Linked DNA regions of Sus scrofa: regions 1 and 2 are each linked to region 3. A link is a contact called in public HiChIP or PLAC-seq and promoter capture Hi-C data. All regions are on one chromosome and are shown on one strand. Each heading gives the region's core, a stretch centred on a gene start, on an enhancer-like site or on the middle of the called end of the contact. The rest is flanking DNA. Distances are from core to core; before and after follow the strand shown. Region 1 holds the start of CST3 (cystatin C). Region 2 holds the start of NXT1 (NTF2-related export protein 1). Region 3 holds the start of APMAP (adipocyte plasma membrane-associated protein).

Region 1 (4,380 bases), core at 357-2,856, 320 kb after region 3:
ATGCACCAAAGCCAGACACCCACATTGCATGATCCCATTTGTGGGAAGTTCAAGAAAAGGCAGAACCCCTGTCTACAGGGCACATGTGCGTATTGCCAGGAGCCAGGGGTGGGCACAGGATAACCCACAGAAGAAGCAAGAGGAAACTTTCAGGGTAACAGGCTTGGTGGGGTGGTAATAGTGGTGCATGCATTTGTTAAAATTCCTCAGTCTGGATACACAAAAGGAGGCATTTTTATTGTATATGAATCATACCTCATTCAAGTTGACTTTTAAAAATCAACAAAGTTTTCCAAGCAGTGGACAGAGGACCAGAGCCACTGTCATGGCCCCCTGAAGGGAGACGGCCATTCTCTGCATGGGGGGGGGGGTGCTGCCCCTCCCCCACTGGCCCAGTAGGGGTCTTCCCCACCCTCTGCCCTTGGCCCATACCCACATGTTATGGTACATCCAGCCCCAGGGGAAGATTCCAGATCACACCCCTCCTCTGCTTAAACACCAGCAGCTTCCTATCCCCAGAGCAGGACAGTTCCGCTGGAGGGCTTTCCCACTGGCTGTTCCCTCTGCCCAAGTCTCCCTTCTTTGTGCCTGAGGGACTTCTTGCCCTTTGGGTAGGTGTCAGCCTAAAGCTCTGTCTTCTCAAAGGGGCATCTGTGGCCAGGGTCCAGGGATGTCCATGTCTCTCTCTGTTTCATCCTTCACCTCACTTTCAGCAGAGCCCCTGTCACTCTCTGATCGTCATTACTGATTACTGCGACCCACGGCCCTACACCCACCGCGCCCCACAGCAGCTACACTTGGTCATGGGACACAGGAGATGGACCCGGTGAGACAGTGACTCCTGTTTGAAGGGTAAAATGCACTCACAGGACCCCAAAGACATAGTGCAGGTATAGAAGAGTGGAGAATGTGTCATTCACAATTGGCTGTGTATGTTGAAAAATTTTGGATATATTGGGTTAAATAGAAAGTATTATGCTTTCATAGACTTTTTTCTTTCTGCTCTGTTTAATGTGTCTCTTAGAAAATAGTTTCCCTAACATCTTCAACTCTCAGGGGCTCCACCGCCTGGAGTATCTCCCCACCCCCACCCCCACCCCTCCATGCTCCATCTACAGACGCCCTGGCCAGGGAGAAGCCCCAGAAGGGTTCGGTGGTCGAATAAAGAAATGAGTTTGAGTAAGAGAACCCGATGAGCTTTTCCCAAATGAAGGTTAATTCACTTAATGTTTGGCAAAGAAGTTCCCCAGGACAGGCCGCAGACGGAAACCGCAGCCCCGCTCCGGGGACATCTAGACGCGGACCAGGCGCTTAGACACCCCCCGGGGGCCAGACGCCCTTCCTCCCCTTCCAGACCTGGGTACAGAGTTGGGTTACAAGATTCGCCGGCCCAGAGGAGATGACACTTTCGGAGAGACCTAGGAGAATCCAGCTGGAAAGCAGCTGGACCGGGAAGGATCGGATGGGCGGCGGATGGGGAGGGGCGGAAGAGGAGGAGCCGGGCGGGGCAGGGGGCGGGGCCAGGGCCCAGTTGCGGGGGATAAAAGCACAACTACCAGCCCGGCTGGGCTAGCGATCTGATCGCCGCTGGGCCGAAACTCCGTCTGTCTCCGAGAGACCATGGCCGGGTCCCCGCGCTCCCCGCTGCTCCTGCTGGCCGCCCTGGCCCTGGCCCTCGCCCTGGCCGTGAGCCCCGCGGCCGGACAGGGCCACAAGGGCCGCCTGGTGGGCGGCCTAATAGACGCGGATGTCAACGAGGAGGGCGTGCAGCAGGCGCTGTCCTTTGCCCTCAGCGAGTACAACAAAGCGAGCAATGACGCCTACCACGGCCGCGTGCTGCGCGTGCTGCGCGTCCGCAAGCAGGTGCGTCTGCCGAGGAGAGGGCGCGGGATCGAGTTGCGGAGTCGGAGCTCAGGGGCCGGACCGGCGGGGTGCGGAGCCTGAGAGCAGCGGCCTGGGGCGCGGGGCCAGGGTGCAGAGCCTGAGTGCTTTGGAACTAGGCAGGGGGCGCAGGGGCGGGACGGCCCTGACTGCGGGAGGCCGGGCGCCGTCTCCAGCCCGGCTTCCGCCGAGCCCCCAGGTCCTGGGAGGAGGGTCCCCTTCAGCCCCTGGAGGCTCCGGGGGATCTGCACAGACGCTGATGCGCTTCTCACCCTGGCGTGGCCCCCGGCCTCTCCCGGCGGCCACAGCCCTTCTCGGGGTGTCACCTGGCGTGGGCCCGGCCTGGCCCGCAATCTGGGTCCGCGCTGGGGTCAGGGACCAGCCTCCTGGGACTGGGGGGTCCGTGCGAGCTGCCATCTAGATGACCTGAGGAGAGGGAAAAACACACCCACACCTGGCTGCGCTCCTGACTTTGCCCCTGAATGGTTCTTTAAGCACCTTCCTTTTAACTTTTTAACATCATTTCAGACTTTATCGGGCAGTTACAAAGATACATAGAGTCCTTGTAGATTCTCACCCAGATTCCTCAAATGTTAAAAAGTTGCAGAATTTGCTTGACCCGCCTCATCCCCACATACATGTGTGTAGCGATGTTTATACACATTAATTTTTCTGACCCTTCCTGGGTACACAACACGTTTGTGTATTTTTCCTAAAAGCAAGGTTGTTTTCTTCCAAGGCACAAAATAATTTTGAAGATTAGGAATCAAACACTAACACTTTCATACACCAATCTTACTCAGATGCCAGTTATCTATCTCCCAGTCCTTTATAGCCGAGGACACTGTCAGGCCACATGCTGCTGTCCTGTGGCCTCCTTTATTCCGAGGCAGCCCCTGGTCTGTCTTGTGATCTTGGTGTTATTTCTGAAGGTCCAGCCAGCTGTGGCTCAGACTGTCGCTGGATTTGGTTTGGCCTGATGTTTCCTCAAGTCACACAGAACAGGTGTGCACTTCTTGTAGCCTCCTTGGCAGGTGCCGCTCAGCTCACATGGCCTCCACGTCCCCATCGTGCAGTGGTGTTCGGGTCCGACCCTCCAAGTGTCCTCCCTGTGGGGCCTGGCTGCTCCCTGGAGCACCCAGATGGTGTCAGCAAACACGAGTCCGTGAGCTGGCCTGTGGTGGCCGGTGTGTCCTGGACTGGGGCAGTGGCGGGGGGTCTGACGTAAGAATCCAAAGGCTCCTGGACTGTTGCTTCCGCCCACAGGTCACATCCACGGGGGCAGCCTCTGGGCTGTGACATCTTACCACCACCCTGAGATGGGCACACCAGCCTGCCCCTGCCTCTGCTTGCCAGCCTGGCCAGATAAGGAGCCTGTTCTTGAGGAGAAGGGGCAGAGGGAGAGGCAGGAAGGGCTGCGGGGCCTCATGCTGGCCCTTGAAGGAAGGCTAGAATTTAGACCTTCTGACCTGCATGCCGGCCAGCACAGAGGGCTTCCTGCCACTTTCTCCTGAAATGGCAGAAAATGGTCAAGACCAGACCCACTTCTCTTCCTGCAGCAGTGCACTGGCGCTGTCCTTTTTGGGTGGGCAAGTGCCCCTGCTCACCAGGTCCCCTCCAGCCTGCTCCTCTTGGGTGTGAGACTAGCTCACGGACCATGGGGGGAAGCTGACAGCAGAGGGGTCACGGGACACCATGTGGCTCCACCAGGTGGGGTCTGCAGCCTAGTCCCTGGCCTCGCAGCCCGTGCTTCTCTGGGTTCTAATGAGGCCTGTCTGGGTACCAGTGTGTGGCCAGGGTTCACGTCTGTAATCTCAAGTGTAAGAGACACACAGACTGTGACACACTTCAGAAATATTCCTGTTGAAAATCACACTTGAATGGTCAGCATTCCAAGCGTTTTTTATTGGCTTAAACATCCGTGTATGTGAAGCTTTTGTCTCCTCCTTTTACGGGAGGGTGTAAATAAACCTGGGTTACAGGGGAGGAATGGGATGCTGTGGACTCCCCACCCGAGACTGGAGTTTCGCTGAAGTGTAGTTGCCAGGCACCCATCTTCCTGCAGATGCTGTGTGCTCCGTCCCCACCCAGGCTCCGGGCACCAGCCTGTTGCTTTTCCACACTCTGGCTGGTCCCCTGGAGTTGCACTTTCTGTTCTTGGACCCAGTTAATAGAATGTTGGTCCCTGGCTTCAGGGCAGCTCATAAACAAGTTCCGGGGAGGGCCAGGGGCGCTTCCTGGGTGCAGCTTTGCAGCCCGTGGGAAGGTGACCGTGTGTTTGCAGCGGGCAGGTGTTGTAGGTTCATCTGCGCTCCATGTGTACAGGTCGTGGCGGGGATGAACTACTTCTTGGAAGTGGAGATTGGCCGAACCACGTGCACCAAGTCCCAGGCCAACCTGGACAACTGTCCCTTCCCCAACCAGCCGGACCTGCAGAAGGTATGTGTCTGATGGGGGCAGAGGGGTGGGGCATATGTGTGCCTGTGGAGGAGTGTCACA
Region 2 (4,721 bases), core at 1,204-3,703, 460 kb after region 3:
ACAAAGCAGTGTACACCGCACGCTGACAGAAAAAGCCTGAGACCCACACATTCACAAGTGGCAGCTATTACTATGAATTCTAATGAACTCATTTTATAAGCTACAGGCCATCTGACTATGGAAGGCTGCTTTATCCTGGCAGAGAGGAACAGGTGTGGCTGCCCTGGAGAAGCAGGGAAGCAGTGTACCCCGTAAAGACAGTGCACCCAGGAAGGGAAGAGAGGCCCAATTAAGGCCAGCCAGCCAGCAGAGCTCAGCTGATGAGTCTGGGGCCATCTAGTATGAGCTCAGCCACAGGGCCTGGGGAGCGAGGAGAAGGCAGGTTTCTTAAGAGAACAAATGCTACGAGGACTGGACAGGACCGCTATGGTGGCTGCAGTCCTCATGCTGCTGGGCACTGAGGAGCGAAGCTGGTGCTGACTGGAATGAGGGAGGATGTGCAGATCCTAGGAGCACAGGGAAGCCCTGAGTGCTAATGAAAGTAGGCAGGGGCCAGACGGAGATTCTATGAGGTGCAGGGCGAAGGGGTGGTGGCAGCAAAAAAGAATTTTGGCTGAAGCCAAAATGTCAACTTCCTTTATAAACAGTCCAGAGGAAATTCCCTGGTTGCCTAGTAGTTAAGGATTCAGAGTTGTCACTGACTCAGGTTCGATCCCTGGCCCAGAAACCTCTGCAGGCTGTGAGAATGGCTTAAAAAAATAAAAAAAGAAAAAGAAAAAAAGTGCCCAGCAATATAGATACCCATTATTAGAAACATCTTTGAGTTCCCTGGTGGCTCAGTGGGTTAGGGATCACTGCTGTGGCTCTGGCTACTGCTGTGGCATGTGTTTGATCCCTGGCCCGGGAACTTCCACTGCCAACTGCTGTCCCCCGCCAAAAGGAACAGCACAAACAACAACAAAACCAGTCCAAAAGCATAAGGAAAAATTATTACTTGCTTTTTTTCCGGGTATGGTACAACTGTTCTGTTCTTTTTTTGCATGATTAAAACATTTCACCACACAAAAATCAAACAGAGGACAACATTACCAAGATAGTGAATATGTTTAGATTTACAAACTTAAATATTGAATATTTTTTCGTTTCAAAGACCTTAACTTAAAAAAAAAAATCAGGAGTTCCCACCATGCTGCAGTGGAACAGCGGAAACAAATCCGACTAGGAACTGTGAGGGTGCAGGTTCCATCCCTGGCCTTGATCAGTGGGTTGAGGATCTGCTGTTGTGTGAGCTGTGGTGTAGGTTGCAGACATGGCTTGGATCCTGCGTTGTTGTGGCTGTGGTGTAGGCCGGCGGCTACAGCTCTGATTCAAACCCTAGCCTGGGAACCTCCATGTGATGCAGGTGTAGCCCTAAAAAGCAAAAAAAAAAAAAAAAAAAAAAAAAAAAAAATCAGCTCATGTAATAGATAAAAGACCCCAAGTAGGGCTGGGAAGAAGTCAGGAACGCTTAAGGGCTAAGGAAGGTGGAGGCCTGAGCCTCCAGGACAGAACTGGCGAGGCTGGAGATAGATCCCTCCAGAAAGGGGCCTGGGGGCCAGGCGCCCACGCGGGTTCTGCCACCCCCTCCTGAGGATCTCAAGTCCGGCTCTGCAGACACTCACTTGTAGCTCCTATTTTCTAGCGCTTAACATTGCACCACGTCTTTCAATGGTCCCCAGAATGGACGAGGCGTTACTGTAACAACTTCGCTAATGAGAAAAGAATACTTAGGTGTGGATGAGGGTCCGCGTGGGCACACCCCCATCTGTCATCTAAGAACACGATGTTGGGACGGTGCTGTCCTCTCACTGACTCCTGCCTTTCTGGGGTCAAATGTGCGGGCACTCGTTTCCCGAGGGCTAGTTTATAATCCGTCCCCCGCCCCGCCCCCACAGGCCTGTCTCCCTCGCTGGACTCCCCCTCACCCGGCTTCTACGCGATTCCCCGGTACCTGGGTTCCCTGCCTCCGCGGACACAGCTCAACCTGCCGCCCACCTGGAGGGTCTGCAGGAAGAGAGTCATTCCTGCGGGGCTGTAACCTGCTTAAGTCTCGCGGCAGGACCAGCCTGCATCCCCACAATGCGGGGGCAGAGGGTAGGGGGGGCACCTACCGGCACGGAAGACACCTACCTGAGCGGGGGGAACTACCTGAGCGGCAGGGGCAGCGGGGCGGCGGCCCTGGTCGGCGCCGGTCAGCGTGGAGATATGACCCCAGTCAGCGGGGGCCTCAGTCAGCTGGGGTCGGCGTGGGCGGCTCTGGTCACGCGGGCCGCGGCTCCGCGGGGACCCCCCTGACGGTCTGGCCTGGCCTGCCGAGTCTCCGCGCTCCTCCGCCGCTTGCTTGAAGGGGCCGGGAAGAGCCCCCCCCTCCGCGCCCCTTCCTCCCGGGACCTGCCGGGTCTCGTCCGCGCCTCCGCGGGTTCCCGCGCGGGGCCAGCCAGGTCGGCGCAGACGCGAGCTCCAGGCCCCGCCCCTCCCTGTGACGGGCAGCTGTATCAGCCAGTGGGACGGCGGGGCCGGAAAGCCCCGCCCAGGTGTGGCTCGAGGCCTCGAGGCTTCCGGGAGAGGCGCTTTCCCAGAAGACCACAGCAAATCCGCGCTTGAGTCTTAATTGGTTCATCCGGGTCACTGACTCCGGCGCAAGGTAGATGAGGCCCCTGATTGGGGTCTCCGGCACTGGGGGCGGGGCTGTCTCGCGGCTGCGCAGAGGCCTCTAGACAGGTGAGGTTTACTAGTGCTCTGCGTTTTCCCGGCGTCTCTATGGTCAGCTTACCTAGCGCGCACCTTTGCCTGTTTTCCTAAGAGGACCCTTGCTTTCAGGTGTCAGGACAAGTTTAGAAACTGGGGCGGGGGGGGGGGTGCTCTACAGCATAGGTGACCTCCCACTTAAGTAGTCAATCATTTGGATTATAAAAAAATAAAATGCTGGCTGAGTAAAAAGCGTGAACTGAACTAACACTTCTGGAGTGGTATTCACTCTTCAATGTCTTTACAAAGCCCAAGCCAGTGAAAATGGAGTTTAATGTACAAAACTCTGAATGACCGTATGACTGGAATGAAAACGGGAGTTGACCTCCCCTATGACCCCTGGATTGGATGTCCTGCTGCTTTTGAGTTTCTTTGTTTCTCATGTAAGCCCTTTTCATTTCATTCTCATACCTTAGGCGGAGATATAATCATCATTCCTGATTGTATAGACGAGGAGGCAGAGAGATACAAATTAAATGACAGCTTGGAGTCACAGAACGCCTTCAGACCTAGAAAAGATGTTTAGGAGGGCATTTATCCTGCTCTGAGTTCTTCGAAAACGCAAGGCTTTAACGCTGAGAGGCAGCAGAGTCAGCAGCAGGAGAGTGAGAGGGCAGGAAACTTCTAGATTTGTGTCACCAGCAAATTGTTTCTGACCCACAGCAAGAGTTTTTGTCTTTTTGTCTTTTTAGGGCCACACGCAAAGCATATGGAGGTTCCCAGGGCTAAGGGTCTAATCGGAGCTGTAGCCGCAGGCCTAGGCCAGAGCCACAGCAACAGCAGATCCGAGCCCCCTGTGCGTGTGACCTACACCACAGTTCACGCCAATGCCAGATCTTTAACCCACTGAGTAAGGCCAGAGATCGAACCCGAAACCTCATGGTTCCTAGTCAAATTTGTTTCTGCTGTGACACGACTGGAATGCCAATAAATATTGTTTGAATTAGCAGACAGTCCTGGGTTCAACTCATTGCTCCATAACATTCTAGTTGTAATGACTCTTCTCTATCAGTTAACCCTCTCCTCTTGGAAGCAAGCCTGGTTTTTACTGCAGCTGTGGTGCTTGAGTTGGGAGGTTAGAGATACCTTTGGCTCTAAGCGCCCAATTCTGGGGTAGTAGAATGCCCAGTTAGGGCCACTGAACCTAGAAAAGGAGTTTGCCAGGGGACTGGGGGAAAGATGCTATTTCTCCTTCTGGACATGTGATATGTGGATGGTGCTGTGGCAGCTATTTTGCCACCCTGAGGAGGGAGCCCTTGTGTGACGAGGTAGACAAGAGAGATGGGGAGAGATCAAGCCTTTGATAACTGTATTGGGAACCAAATCAACCTTGAAGTTTGAGCTTTCTAAAAGCCAGTACATTCTCTTTTTACATTATTATTACTATTTAAAATTGAGCATAAGCAGAAAATACTTGTAAGTTATCTGGCAGGGCTTAGTGCACTAGCAGAGTGTGTGAGTTAACCTCCCCTGAAACTCAGGGCCTCATCTATAGAGGAGGGAAAGTAATACCATCATTTCCTCTGGTTGACGTGAGGAGCGAGTGAATGGTACAGGGTGTGGTCAGTGCTTAGCCCAGGGCTGACCACACAGCAAACATTCAGGGGACGTTAGTGTGCTTTGACATTTTCCATTGACAGCAACTTCCTTGTTTGCCAAGGATCCTTCCCCAAACTGGCTCTGTAACTTGGGACAAATGTACTGACAAATTGGTAGGATTTGTCACCAAATCACATGGGCACCTTCTGGAAGATGAGCCCAGCTGGAGCAGCTGTGAAGCCAGTGGCCCATTTGCTGAGTGGAGTCTGTCCAGGGAGGAAGGACGCAGGTGGTCAGATATGCAGAGCTGCTGGCAGCTCTCAAGACTGGCCTTATGTAGGCATCTTGGGGTCTGTGAACACCAGGCTGAGTTTTCCCCGTTGTCACTGCACTTCTCTGGTGTCACAACTAACAGTGTTTGTTTGCTGTGTGACTTGGAACTGATCAACTCGCGG
Region 3 (4,494 bases), core at 64-2,563:
CAGCTAGCAAAGTGGGCCTGACCATGACACACACAGTTTTAGTAGACTAAACTGGGCTGGGCAACACAAATGTGGCAGAGCATGTCCTCTGAGACAGGACCACTGCTCTCAAGGGACTCTCCCGGTGACCGATCCTGACCCATCCCTGCCTAGGCAGTCTACAGCTAACTCCAGTCCCAGATCTCAGGAGGGCCCTTCCACGAGCCTTTTGAGGAGACTCACACGAGCCCTGGCGCATTCCTTTGCTGCAGCAAGTTCAATAAACCTCACTTATTATTTTCGTGTACAGGTATGTTCCTGGCTACAACAGGCTGAGTTCCATAATTGGCGCATGTGGAAAGTACCTTAGAAACAAGGAAGATATCCTGCCTATGACATCAGGGGAAGGATTTTCAGCAAATAAAGTGGATTCTGAGAGATAAAAAGTTTTGGCCAAGCAGAGCTGTTACAGAAAGCATTGCCACAAAGAGTAAGGTGGACAAAGCCAGGGAGGCATAGAATTATCAATAGCAAGCAATCCTGAGTGTCTGAATCCCGAGTTCAGGGCAGGAAGGGGCCAGATCCCGAAGAGTAGTGGCTGCTTTTCACAGGGACGCCTCATTCCCCCAGCCGGGGCAGGCAGTGAGGTGGGAGTCCAATGCTCTCCAGCATCCAGAAAGGCCGTGGCATGCTCGCCTGGGACGCCTTCCAGCGCAGCACAGAAGTCGACTCTCAGGGCTTCACTTGCAGCACCTTCTTTGGAGACGGTGTACAGTAATATGACCCGGTTTCCCTGCCGAGAAAGCCTCCTCCCGTGTCTTCCCGAACCCACCCACCTTCAGCTCTGTCACTGCTGGACGCCCTCACAAGCCCGATGGCCTCTTCGGCCAAGGGCTCATCAAACCCCACAGCTGTCCACGACGACCTGGATCTTCTCGGAGGAGCTCGGGGGCCCGTCGGGTGCACGGCCCTGGGCTCTGTCCACTTATCCGGAGACAGCTCCGTCCACACGCGTACAAACTGTCGAACGTAGGCTTGACAGTCACAAAGGCGAACATGGGCGGCGGCCCTTTTCCCGTAACCCCATCGGTTCGAAACAGCCCCCTAGTGGGGCCACGTCCCTTCTGCCGGCGTGGGCACCGCGCCGCGGTCGGACAGGACGTGAAGGGCCGGGGGGTCGAGAACACGGCTGCCCTGGCCCCAAAGGCCGCTGGCTGCAAAGTGTGCGGGAGCAAACTTGCCGGGAAGTGCCTCGCAGCCGCGCCCGCCCTGGCGGCCGGAAGGGGCTGGACTCTCGTCACTTCCGCGCTCTCCTGGGGAGGTGGGGCCTTCTGCGTCACTTCCGTGCGCCGGGTAGGAGGCGGGCGGCGCGGCCCTCGGGTAGCAGTCCCACTGGTACCATGAGCGAGGCGGATGGGCTGCGGCAGCGCCGGCCCCTGCGGCCGCAGGTGGTCACGGATGACGGCCGGGCCCCAGAGGCCAAGGACGGCAGGTAGGCTGGGCTCGGAGCGGGGCCTGACTCCGAGGCAGCGACCGTGGCGAACGCCTCGCTTAATCCCTGGCTGCCTCTCTTCAAGGGAGGAAGCGGGTTCCTGCCGCGCGTGCACCTGCGGCCTTTCGGCCGGTCGCCGCGTCACTGCCCAGCCCCCGGGCCCCCTTGCCCCCGGCCCGGTTGCACTTTCCCTCAGGGACGCCCGCGGAGCCGCCCGGGGCCGCGGAGAACGGCTTCCGCACCTGCCTTTCTCGCCGCGTCTTCAGAAAGAGCCGCGAGCAGAGGGGACGTGTGGACAGTTTCTGTGAGAGTCCAGCCTTGCACGTTTTCCCAGTAGGGTCGGAGATGCCGAGGGCGCTGTAGTATCGGTGCCTAATACAAGAAATCCCTGGCCTTTGGCCTCCTCTTCTTCTCCCAGCCTTCCGGAGTTTAAATGTGCTTTGCTTTGTTAGTTAAAAACTGAAGCCTAAGCCTTGGAAAGTATTAAAATTCTCTTTTTAGCTTCGTGCCCTGAGTGTGGTAACTTTGAATTTTTTTTTTTTTTTTTTTTTTTTTTAAGGGGCAAGAGGGCCCACATAGACCGAATTTAAAGGGTGGAACTGATTGACTTACATGTTATTAGAACTATTGGCAGTATTTTCTGAGGTGCCACTGGGGGTGGTGTATACTGAATGCAGGACAGTTTTTGCCAAGGAAGACTGAATTTATTCACTGACGATAATAAGATGAACACGTTTGAAGGAGCACCATAGCAGAGAGGAGTGTTGGCTCTAGAAATGCCATTGACAGGATTTTTCAGTAATATGAGTCCTGGGGCCAGAGGAAGGGTTGGAAATAGGCTCCACGTACAGTCCTTACTGTAGGAGGACCAGCCATCCCAGTTTGCCTTGGACTCAGAGGTTTTAAGGATGTAGAACTTTCAGTGCCAACCCCGGGCAAACCAGGACAAATTGGTCACTCTTTTGACTGTGGGTGTTGTGAAATCATCTGCTGATAACTGAGGAGCCTTTAAAACAAACATGCATGGACTGGCAGTGCTGTGCTCCAGAGACTTCAAACAGGACATTGCCATACTCTAGTACCCAGGAGTCGGGAACAGCTGGCCCAAGCCTGTCTGTTGGGACCTGCAGGGCAGAGAGCACCGGAGGAGACCTGTTTTGGGGTGTGTGTGTGTGGGGTGCTCCAGGCCTCAGGGCAAGGAGCAGAGTTAATTCACTTGTTTTTCACTTTCTCTGTGGGGATTTCTTCCTCAATGGCAGGGTTAGTCCTAAGTTCTCACCTGCTGCTGGTCTTTCCCTGGGGGCCTTCTGCACTATTTATTTAAGACATTTTCTTGGCTTTCCTGTGTTTTGTTTTTTCTCTTCTTTGATCCTAGTCTGTGTCTTTGTAACAGTCTCTCTCAAAGAGAGATCTTGTTATCCAGCTTCCTTCTTAGATTTATATTGTAATTCTTTGGTTTTTTCCCCCTTATTTTTATCATTCAGTGATTCAATTTTAATTTCCTTTGTGGAGGTTTCTAGGAGTTCATCTGTTTGTCATCTTAATTACCTTGAAAGTTGAGGGTTCACCCTGACAGGAGGGCTTTGTGTATGGTGGGAAAGTAGAAGAATCTGGAGGAAGTAGAAACAGGATAACTATAGAGTAAACTTGACCCGCTAAACAGAATGAAGCAAGCCTGGAAGGGTGTTAACAGAAGCAGGGCAGTAGTTTTAGTGGAAGGGACACCTAGCGATACCTTGCTCAGTCTCCTGACTCTTGGCATGAAAGGTGGTCTTAGCTCTGTTTTACTGGTGAGGTTGTGACACGATTTCTGTAAAGTTACAGAAGAATCAAGTCACAAGAGACATGAAAAAATGAAAGAAGGACAGAATTGGCAGCTGGACAATGGGAAGCCTATTTTTAAAACTGTGCTTTGGAAATAAGATTTTATGCCAGAGCTCTTGAGTTTCTGTAGCTGAGCTGTAAGCTTTCATTCATTGTGGCTTGTAGATGCGCTGAGTGTTCTTACCTCAGTGCAGGCTTGTCATGAGTTATCTGGCATCAGTTTCCCCACATGGTTTAGAAACTTTATTGACAGAGTGATTGTAACCCTTTTGTTTTGGAAGAGAGAACAGCTGTTTAATATCCATATGTAACTACTTAGGAGTGAAGAGTTGAAAACTTATCTCTGCTTTTTCAATAAACCTCTAAAGGATTTTAGTCTAATTAAAAATCTTTTAGGTCTGTTTTCCTTTTTCCTCTTTAAGACTGAGGTGTAAGGGAGGCAGTGTGGAAAAACAGCTGGGGCTGTCAATTCACCAGGTTGTGAGGAGCCAGCAATCTGGAGTTTTCTCAGCACTTTTCCTGTGTGTGTGTTTTCAGATTGCTGTTTTACCTTGTTTTAAATTTGTTTTCGGTGCTGAAGCAAAGATGCCTACAACGTAGGAGCCCCAGTTTAAAGGAATATGAAAAGCGAACAAATGTATGGTGCAGTCACTTGAAAGGACAGGGCTGTTTTGTGTGACCCTCAGGCTCCCAGAATCACCTTGGCACCTGGGATTCTGTTCTGTGGATTTGGGCGTAGCAGATTTTCAGTGAAAGTTGCAGGTCTTTTTTGACCTCCCAGAGCCTGTTGGGCAGGATTTGAGTCCTTGACTCGAGGCCCTTCACATTTGGCTGGTGCAGTCCCAGGATTTCCTCATTTGTGGCTGAGCTAACAGTAGGCAGTCCTGTTGCATCACTGTGCTCGCTCTCTTGCTTTGGAGGCCGTAGGAAGTTTCAAATGCAGGTGTAGAGGTTGGGCAAAGCAGTTGGTTTCCTAGTGGCCCCTGGGAGGGCGATTGCTGGTCTTTCGGGATGTGTCAGCATAGATTGGGCAAGAGAGTAGGATGAGCACTTTCAGCTCTTAGGCACTGAAAATGGTTATGATAAATGGAGGGCCTGCTGTTTGAGTGACGTGGAGGAGGGACAGAATTGTAGTTGACTCTGAATTGCAGGAGCTGCCAGGGAGGTGGGCCTGCCAAAAAGTTATGAACCTTGGGCTG

What was found. Promoter capture Hi-C pulls out the DNA fragments that hold promoters and counts their contacts. HiChIP or PLAC-seq counts read pairs in DNA pulled down with a chosen protein or histone mark.
Region 1: a contact with region 3 is called in an H3K27ac HiChIP or PLAC-seq map of alveolar macrophages. The contact joins the promoter of CST3 here to the promoter of APMAP in region 3. A contact is called at or near these places in 2 of 5 promoter capture datasets (fetal liver and fetal skeletal muscle) and 1 of 2 datasets of contacts at active chromatin or transcription factors (alveolar macrophages).
Region 2: a contact with region 3 is called in a promoter capture Hi-C map of liver, with 4 times the contacts expected there. The contact joins the promoter of NXT1 here to the promoter of APMAP in region 3. A contact is called at or near these places in 1 of 5 promoter capture datasets (liver) and 1 of 2 datasets of contacts at active chromatin or transcription factors (alveolar macrophages).

Annotation. Positions count from the first base shown.
Region 1 is chr17:30,471,712-30,476,091 of Sscrofa11.1, reverse strand. CST3 (cystatin C) reads left to right here and starts at 1,606. Exons shown (of 3, transcript NM_001044602.1): 1 at 1,606-1,863; 2 at 4,207-4,320. The coding sequence starts at 1,621. It overlaps LOC106506628 (a long non-coding RNA gene), which reads right to left and starts at 1,479. Exons shown (of 3, transcript XR_002339947.1): 1 at 1,357-1,479.
Region 2 is chr17:30,336,111-30,340,831 of Sscrofa11.1, reverse strand. NXT1 (NTF2-related export protein 1) reads right to left here and starts at 2,453. Exons shown (of 2, transcript XM_003134295.4): 1 at 2,110-2,453.
Region 3 is chr17:30,791,821-30,796,314 of Sscrofa11.1, reverse strand. It overlaps APMAP (adipocyte plasma membrane-associated protein), which reads left to right and starts at 1,313. Exons shown (of 9, transcript XM_001927087.7): 1 at 1,313-1,471. The coding sequence starts at 1,380.